Linked DNA regions of Hordeum vulgare: region 1 is linked to region 2. A link is a contact called in public Hi-C data. All regions are on one chromosome and are shown on one strand. The core of a region is the stretch at or near the end of the contact, and the rest is flanking DNA. Distances in the headings are between cores, read along the strand shown. Region 1 holds the start of LOC123407266. Region 2 has its middle 61 kb from the start of LOC123411445.

Region 1 (3,957 bases), core at 1,165-3,664, 870 kb after region 2:
AATGGAAAAGAAAACTTCTCTCTGCACCTGCCCAAAACACCACCCCCAAAAAGGTCATGTGCTCTCAAAATTTCCATATGGTACCCTTCGAAAAACTCTAATCGTCATTAGAAATTTAGATGGATGGCGTGTGAATATGGATTCTTAGTTATACAACTTAGGCCCTGTTTGGTGGGCTTCCATAGTGGCTTCCCATGAAAAAAGCTGAAACCAACCAAACACCCTTTTCCGAGACCCGCTTCAGCAAATTTCTTTTCTGACACATAGGTATACATGTAATTTTGGTGTAAACCTAATTTCTTCATGGTAGTATAAAGTATGAACATGCCCTTACCTGACCTAGCTTGATATAAGTTGCACCCATGCGTTCAAAAAGCCTTCTGAGGTAAAGAGGAGAAAGCAAACCGAGCCGCATCTGAGCTGGAATTCCTTCTGATGTGTTAGCTGTCTGCATTAGATTGACAACATAGTAATATAAAAAAGTCTGCTGAAACCAAGACCACTAATAGCTGCATCAATTAAACCTGAAAATTGTGCAAAACCAACCCAAAGCAAACATCACCATCTTCTATAAAGAGTAGGCCTCAATACAGCAATATCTTATATTCTTCCTTACAAGTTGCAACCTAACCGAACTCAACCCACCAGTACTTCAGCAGCTTGACGTTAAATGTATCAATGCCCTGTGACCATTTGGGGGTCCTCAATATGCCTGCATACGCCTGTGCAAGCACATATGTGGGGCATGCACATGCAGTGATATTTTGTCCAGTGGCTTGAAAGTCAACTTGAGATGACATGGTAGGCTCGACCTAAATTTTACATATTCCAAGCAATTCATTTCGAAATGAAGAACCTGCACTCAACAACCTAATACTGGTGACTGCCATTTGTTTCCAGCTCAATTTAATGTACGTAATATGGTAGTGAACCGAGGGGACAACATAAGCAGAGACAGACATGGAATAATGCTCACAGATAAGTAGAGTAACTCTTATCAGAACAAGAGTTTCATAAATTTATAATTAGTTTCTTTTCAAAAAATATGATTAGGTATAGAGCAAGTAATTCATGAAAGGTTTTCAGTTGATTTGGGCTGTCATCAAGTTAGTAATTTTGATCCATAATAAGCTATTTACATAAACAAAAGAAAACGTCGGAGAAAACTAGAAGGTACAATGAGTATGTAATATGGTATGATTATATTACAACTGATTTCAGCAACAGGGACGGCATTGTGACTAGAATAAATTTAAAAGAATTGAATGAATCCACGTGTGCTCATCTTTGTTAATGTTATTATCAGTTATGCTTGTATGATTAATTACATGCCACCAAATGCATCAGAAAACACACTATATTAATCATCTACAACTGTGTGGGTTGTCTGTCATTTTTTAAATGTATGAAGAGCATTTATATTTTCATTCACACCAATATTACAGAAATAAAATAAGAAGAACAAAACGATCAACAACCTTCGAGAAGTCGTTTAGCCACTCCCCACCAACCCCAAGGAGAACTTGGATCCCTTGCCCCATCCTAAAGACACCTCGAGGCCCTGTGCTAATCGACGTCTGGAGAAGATCCTCAACTAATTTCGGCAATTCGCCAGCTCTATCTGCAATTGGACAAAAAATTGGAAACCTCAAAGGTAAGTTTTTCAGACAATGGCAAACTGAACTCCACACATTCAACCCATGTCCCTGTATTACTCCATCACCAAATTACTCTTAGTACCACTTATCCACCTCAAACAGTCATCAACATCACACCAAAATTACAACCATCGCCAGAGGTAAAAAAAAACATATCTATGTTCATTTTCGTATCACTCGTATGGAAATTACCTAGCCATTTCTGCAGGGAATGAAATAATCAGTCACAGACGCCGCGATAAGTCATTAAATTACCTTGGAGTCGACTAGAGAAGTCTTGTGCCTGGGAGGAGTAGCGCGCGAAAACCCTAACCCCTCCCCGGACCCGTCGTCTCCTATCCCGTCCGGCCCCGAGCGCGCCCACCCTCAGCGAACCTCCCCCACCGGATGGAACCTGCAACAAGCCAATAAAACCCCGAATTAGTTCGAGGCGGCTTCCGTTACGGGACAGAATCGAAAACTCAAGCTCGCGTCAAAGCGAGTCCGGAGACGGTGGCATGCTCCTGCACTTGCGGAAGAGGGGTGGGGGAGGGAGGCAGGAGGAAGCGAGAGTTTCGGCAGTCGACCTGAGGGAGTCGGTGGTGGTGGTGGAGGAGGAGAGGGGAGCGAGAAGCGGCGCCCCTAGCGGCCGCCGTCGCCGCCATCAGTGGATGGGTGGGTCGCCGGTGAGGGGGACGAAGTAGACAAGCGTACGAGTGTGATGCGTGAAGTGTGATGAAGCGTGGGGCACGGCGTGCGTTTGTTGGCCTTCAACGGGTGTATGGGAGAAGGGTGCGATACGTGTAGCTGGTAGGTTCTTTAGCTCAAAGAAAATTGATAGGTTCTTTTCTTTCTTGGACGCGTCGGCCGGCCGATAAGTGAAAATCATCCGCCGTCTGGCTGGCCATTCGACGGATGCGGGATGACCATCCGATCTATCGTCACATCAATTGCAACAAGGACAGTATTACAAAAACATTTATAACATAGGTTGTATTGTAAAAATCTTTGCAATAGAGGTGATGTTGCATAACTTTTTGCAACAAAGATCATGTTATAGAAACATTTGCAGATTTTTTTTGCAATAGAGTTAATGTTGCAGAAAACTTTTTTACAACATGAAAGATGTCGCAAGAAAAAGGTCGGTCGCCCGCTGCGAGCTTTGCGACCGCATCTGTTGGAACAAGGTTTGATGTGACAGCGATGAGGGCCCTTACTGGACACGCTCGTTCAAAGAAGGTGGCGGAAGAAGCCAACTTATCCATCGGTTGAGGGGAAGTATTTCCCTTCTTGGGCTTTACTCAAAAAATGTTACTCCTTAAAAGGACGGTGCTAGCCGTCGGTCAGTCGGCCCAAATTTGGATCAGTCGGTTGTCAAATGTCCGACTTAGCTTTTTTCTAACCGTTCATTGATTTTTTTTTAAGTTAAACACACGGGAAAATACATCAAAAAAGGACAACATGCGCACATGTCGTATCCGATGCTCTCACCGACGGCTCGTGCTTATCCTCGGTTTCTCGTGCTTGTGTGGTGGCATCTCCTCCACCTGCGCTCATCGATCGCTCGTGTCACTGCACTCACTGGCCGCTTGTGCCACTGCGCTTGTCACATGTGCATTTGCTCTCCATGGTTGTAACTCAAACACAAGTCGGTTCCAACGTGTGGACACCATGGTTGCAGCATCTCCGGCGCCCCCCATCTCCCGCTCACCGTCATTGTGGACTTGCACCACCATGTCCAGCAAAAAAGACTAAACCAAAAAAACTCTGGTACCCTATTAAAGCAAAATGATTTGCCAGTTCGAAGAAAATTTATTGATGGTTCTAGCAAGAATCAACCTCCGGGGTACTCGATTGAAGCAAAAAAGATTTGCCAAATCCAACAAAAAATTATGATGGTTCCAGCAAAAGTATCAGCGGTGAAAAAATCCAATAGTTTATAGTAGCAAATGAATTAGCTAGTTCGAGTAAAAGGAAACATTGTTTCCAACAAAATCAAATCTCAGCAGCAAAAAAAGCATCGGTGCCAATCGTAGTCTTCACTGTAGCGGCTTGTAGCAAAGAGAGGTGCCAGATCCACAACATCCTAAAATCGAGGTTGTAGCTCGCGGTCGAGCCGGTTCCAGCATCTTGCGTCGTCAATTGTAGCATGACGACGACACCGTTCTGGCATCATCCCACGTTGGATGCTGATACGTTCATTTTGCATCATGATTTCGTATTGGTATTTATAATGTTTTGAAGCGTTATTTCACTTTTTCATGTAATTCTTATATCTTTTCTCTCTTCTTTTACAAGGATTATACAAATAGAGAAATCA
Region 2 (3,886 bases), core at 321-2,820:
ATTGCTGGCCTTGACATTATCATAGGTAGGGAGCAGTATTTACAATAGACCATGGGAATGGTCAGGAGGAGAGAAAGGTGGTGATTTTTTGATTTAGGTCTATAGATATAGTGCGCGCGCGTGTGCTTGCGTGCTTGTGTGCGCTTACAATTTACTCACTTTCTTGAGAGCATCTTCAATAAATAATGTATATTTTGATGTTTCAGATCGATGATGATTCTAATTTGAAGCATTAGAAAATGCTTTTTACATCTTTAAAAAAGGGTCAACTCTAACAGATGGTCCAAAGCGGAGATATAAAAAAAGAAACTCCAACAGATGGTCCAAAACAAAGATGTAAAACGACCACTACTTCATCTCAACATAGTTCAACATCAAATTCAACATACTTTCATATATAAATTCAACTACTAGATGAAACTACTCCTCGTTGGAGCTGTGGAACTGCTCCAAGAACTCGTCCTTGTCCGTGCCATCGCACCCCTCGTCCTCCTCGTCGGGGCCACCCCAGTCCTCATCTGACGACTCCATAAGGATCACAGTCGAGGGGCCGGCCTCGTCCTCCTTCTTCACCCCCTTCCAGTAGTGCTTCATCTTGGCCTGGACGTACTGCGGATGCTCTCGCACAAACCGAGCCATCGCCGCCTGGTCGCTCTCGCCGGGAGCAAGGACAACCGCCGGTCTCTTCTTCGCCTTCTTCACCGACATCTCCTCCATCCGGACGCCATGCAGCACGAGCCACTCCGCCACCGCCCGGGCCTCGACCTCCGGGAAGTTGAGGTCCTTATTCCGCTGTCCGGCACACCACACCGCCATGTCATAGGCACGCGCGACATCATCGGTGGTGGGATATGTGCCGAGCCACCAACGCCGCCCGACGTCACTGAACTCCACTCCGAAGTTCCCGAAGGGCTTCACCCTCACGCCGAAGAAACCGGACTTGCCCTTCGACGTCTTCTTCGACGCCATAGGGGAGCGGGCGGCGGCGTGCGGAACGGAGCGGAGGCGGATGAGGCGTGCGATGCGGGCGGGGCGGGCGGAAAGGAGGTGGATGGGGTCGGGGCGGAGGCGGCCGGAGCGGGGCGGACGGGATCGGGGCGGAGGCGGCCAGAGCGGGGCGGACGGGGTTGGGGCGGAGGTGGAGGTGGCTGGAGCGGGGGCGGACGGGGTCGGGGCGGAGCGGAGACGGACGCGACGGGGTGGAATCGGTGGCGACGGGACGACGGTGGCGGGAGGAAGAAAGGGGGGGGGGGTGTAAGCACATGAAGAGCAATTGATGGTTGGCGCGCGGCCGAGATTTTTACATCTCCTGCCTTTGGATATGTAAATTTGCATTGTGAGGTGTTGAAATTTACATCATCAGAAGGTGGAGATGTATTTTTTTTTATAGAACCATCTGTTGGAGTGCTGTTCTTTTTTCAGAAGATCCAAAAATTAGTTTTTTACATATAAACCGACTATTGAAGATATCCGAGCCTTGTATTTTTTACGATCAATAATACAGTAATGTGGAGAGTGTGTGTGGGGAGTAGCGTCTCACAACGTCGCATGCAAACAACAAGACTAGCAAACCGTTGCACGTGCTGTCTACTGTCTAGGTCTAGCTTAGCATTTTTCGTTCCTAAAACGAGAGGTGGACGGGACGACAACTGTTTACTGCCGCATCGATAGGCAGCTTATAAATTACCAACAGTGCAGCGACACGTGCACACAACTCACCACACACTCCCTGGTCGGTTTGGAGCTGGAAGGTGACCGAGTTAGCTACAGGTAATTTGTGGTGGCGTTGCTTTTTCCCGGGCGCGCACTGTTGCCGCCAGCAATGCGGAAGCGGGCACGCAAGCGGCCGGGGGTCGGAGAGAAGGACGGCGACGGCGGCCGATCAAGGCCACAGATATCGCCGGGATCTTTAATCAACTGCTCACTGGGCAATCAAGGAGGTTTGTTTTCGTCAGCTTTTGGCGTCGTGTCACCATCGCACGCGGCAACAAGATTGCCAACAAAAGGACACGTCCTGAGATAATCGAGCTTCCTTCGAGTTGTTGCTGTCAGCAAGCCAAGTAGCAAGATCTGTAACTACGCGGTTTGGATGATGTAGTGCCATTCGACTCCGTGACAGATCTGGTCTTGTTTGTCACCCTCTAGTTTTTTGTGTTAGCTTATTAATCATCTTTTTTTTTTTGCGAGGGTGTTAGCTTAATTATAGCTAGTGATAACTCCACTGTTTTAATTAAATGTCACACTCACTTCGTTTTTATTTACTTCATATTTTAGCATTAATTTAATTCAAACTTTATAAAATTTGACCAAACTTATCAATAATCAATCTAAGCTTTCAGAATAAAAAATATATATAATATGAAAATGTATTGAAAGATGATTCTAATGATATTGATTCGGTATCGTGGATGTTGGTTGTTTTTTCGTATAAACTTCATCAAAGTTTAGAAAGTTTGACCCAAAACAAAGAATATACAAAGTAAATAAAAACCGAGGGAGTACAAGAAGTTAACTCCGTTGTTCGCACATATGGTTTGAACGGAACCGTTGGGTTCAAGGGGACTGCTCTTCTTCCTTACGATGGGTTGGACAAAATTTTCAATCATTGTAGTAAGAGGAATTCAAAGGCACTAATTCATTTTGTCTGTTTGGATCATCCTAACAAAAAGCTTGGTCCAACCCGTCGATCCAAATGGACAAAGTGTTCGTCTCATATTCGTTTATCGACCGTTCCAATCCCAACTTGACACTAATATGGGTCATAAATGGATATGAAACGGATAAAAGCAGACGCTTCCCTCGTTCGCCATCCTCCGTTGGTGCCCTCTCGTGTCCGTCCTGGTTCCACATATCAGCGACCCCGCACAAGCTAGGCATGTGCCTTCACAACCACCGCGACCCGACGAGGCCACCGACGCAGATCGACGCCGCGCTCATCGGAGCAGGCCATCGCCTTTGTTTTTGAGCTGAGTGTCGTTGCGTGGATCTTGCCGAGGAGCAGCACTGAGGAGATTTCAGAGAACTACATGCCGTCGATGGGCGTGGGCCGAGGAGATCTCCAGGCCGCAAGAGAGATGGGGAAGGAGGAAGGGAAATTGCAGCCACTGGCATGATCCAAGGGGAGAAACTCAAATTCATTTGTGGTAGATTATTGCATGCCTACAACGGCCCGTAGCCGACAAGGACGATGCACACAGCTGGCTCGTAGTCCATGCCAATCTGCATGTACCTTAATATGGCTGCATGCATCACTTAGAGGGCGATGGTATTACTTTTTGAGAAAAGATGACGCCGACATGTGTGGACGTTTGGATCTCACCCACAGGTATGGATCGGTGTTCATTTGTGGTTGCACGAATCTTAGCAAATTTTGTCAGATTTTCTATGCCACGTAGGACTGGGCTGGTGTGTGGGCATTTAGCCACTTCGCTCGTACGCCCATTTCTCTCTTAGCAGGAATCTTTTTTTGTTTTCGGGTTAAAAATGTTTTACCTCCTAATTAAAAATCCAATTAAAATCCGTTTTCATCATTAAACCGTCTCGACGAGATCTTCAAAACTAGATCTCATGATGATATGTTTTGATGAATTTTCTTTTGGCAAAAGTTGCCATGATGTTACACTCTAGTTGCCATAGTGTTTACACTACAGTTGCTATGCCATGTTCTATCTATTTTTTCTTCTAGGTTTAAAGCTATGGTTATATATTTTCAACTACTTTTTACGGCAATTTTTATTAATTGACCATGGTAATTTCTAGTAATTAACCACGGCAAATTTAACGCATGGATCATGGCAAGTTTTAGTAATCCATCATGAGAAATTTAGTTTATAGATCATGGCAATTGTATAATTTTGACCATGATTGATGATTTTTTTACCAAAAG

Evidence for each region. A called contact is a pair of places that touch in the nucleus more often than the background predicts.
Region 1: a Hi-C map of leaf shows a contact between it and region 2, with 2.3 times the contacts expected there. The contact joins the promoter of LOC123407266 here to the enhancer-like site in region 2. A contact is called at or near these places in 2 of 6 Hi-C or Micro-C datasets (leaf and seedling).

The regions. Positions count from the first base shown.
Region 1 is chr7H:205,257,435-205,261,391 of MorexV3_pseudomolecules_assembly, forward strand. It overlaps LOC123407266, which reads right to left and starts at 2,415. Exons shown (of 11, transcript XM_045100366.1): 1 at 2,225-2,415; 2 at 1,914-2,052; 3 at 1,479-1,621; 4 at 335-448. The coding sequence starts at 2,302.
Region 2 is chr7H:204,391,106-204,394,991 of MorexV3_pseudomolecules_assembly, forward strand. No RefSeq gene overlaps it. Among protein-coding and RNA genes, the nearest start is that of LOC123411445, 61 kb to the left of the region's middle. Within about 2 kb of position 1,571, at least 2 of the 3 cell types and tissues checked have open chromatin away from gene starts, as enhancers often do. A contact at or near this core is called in leaf, where this site is marked.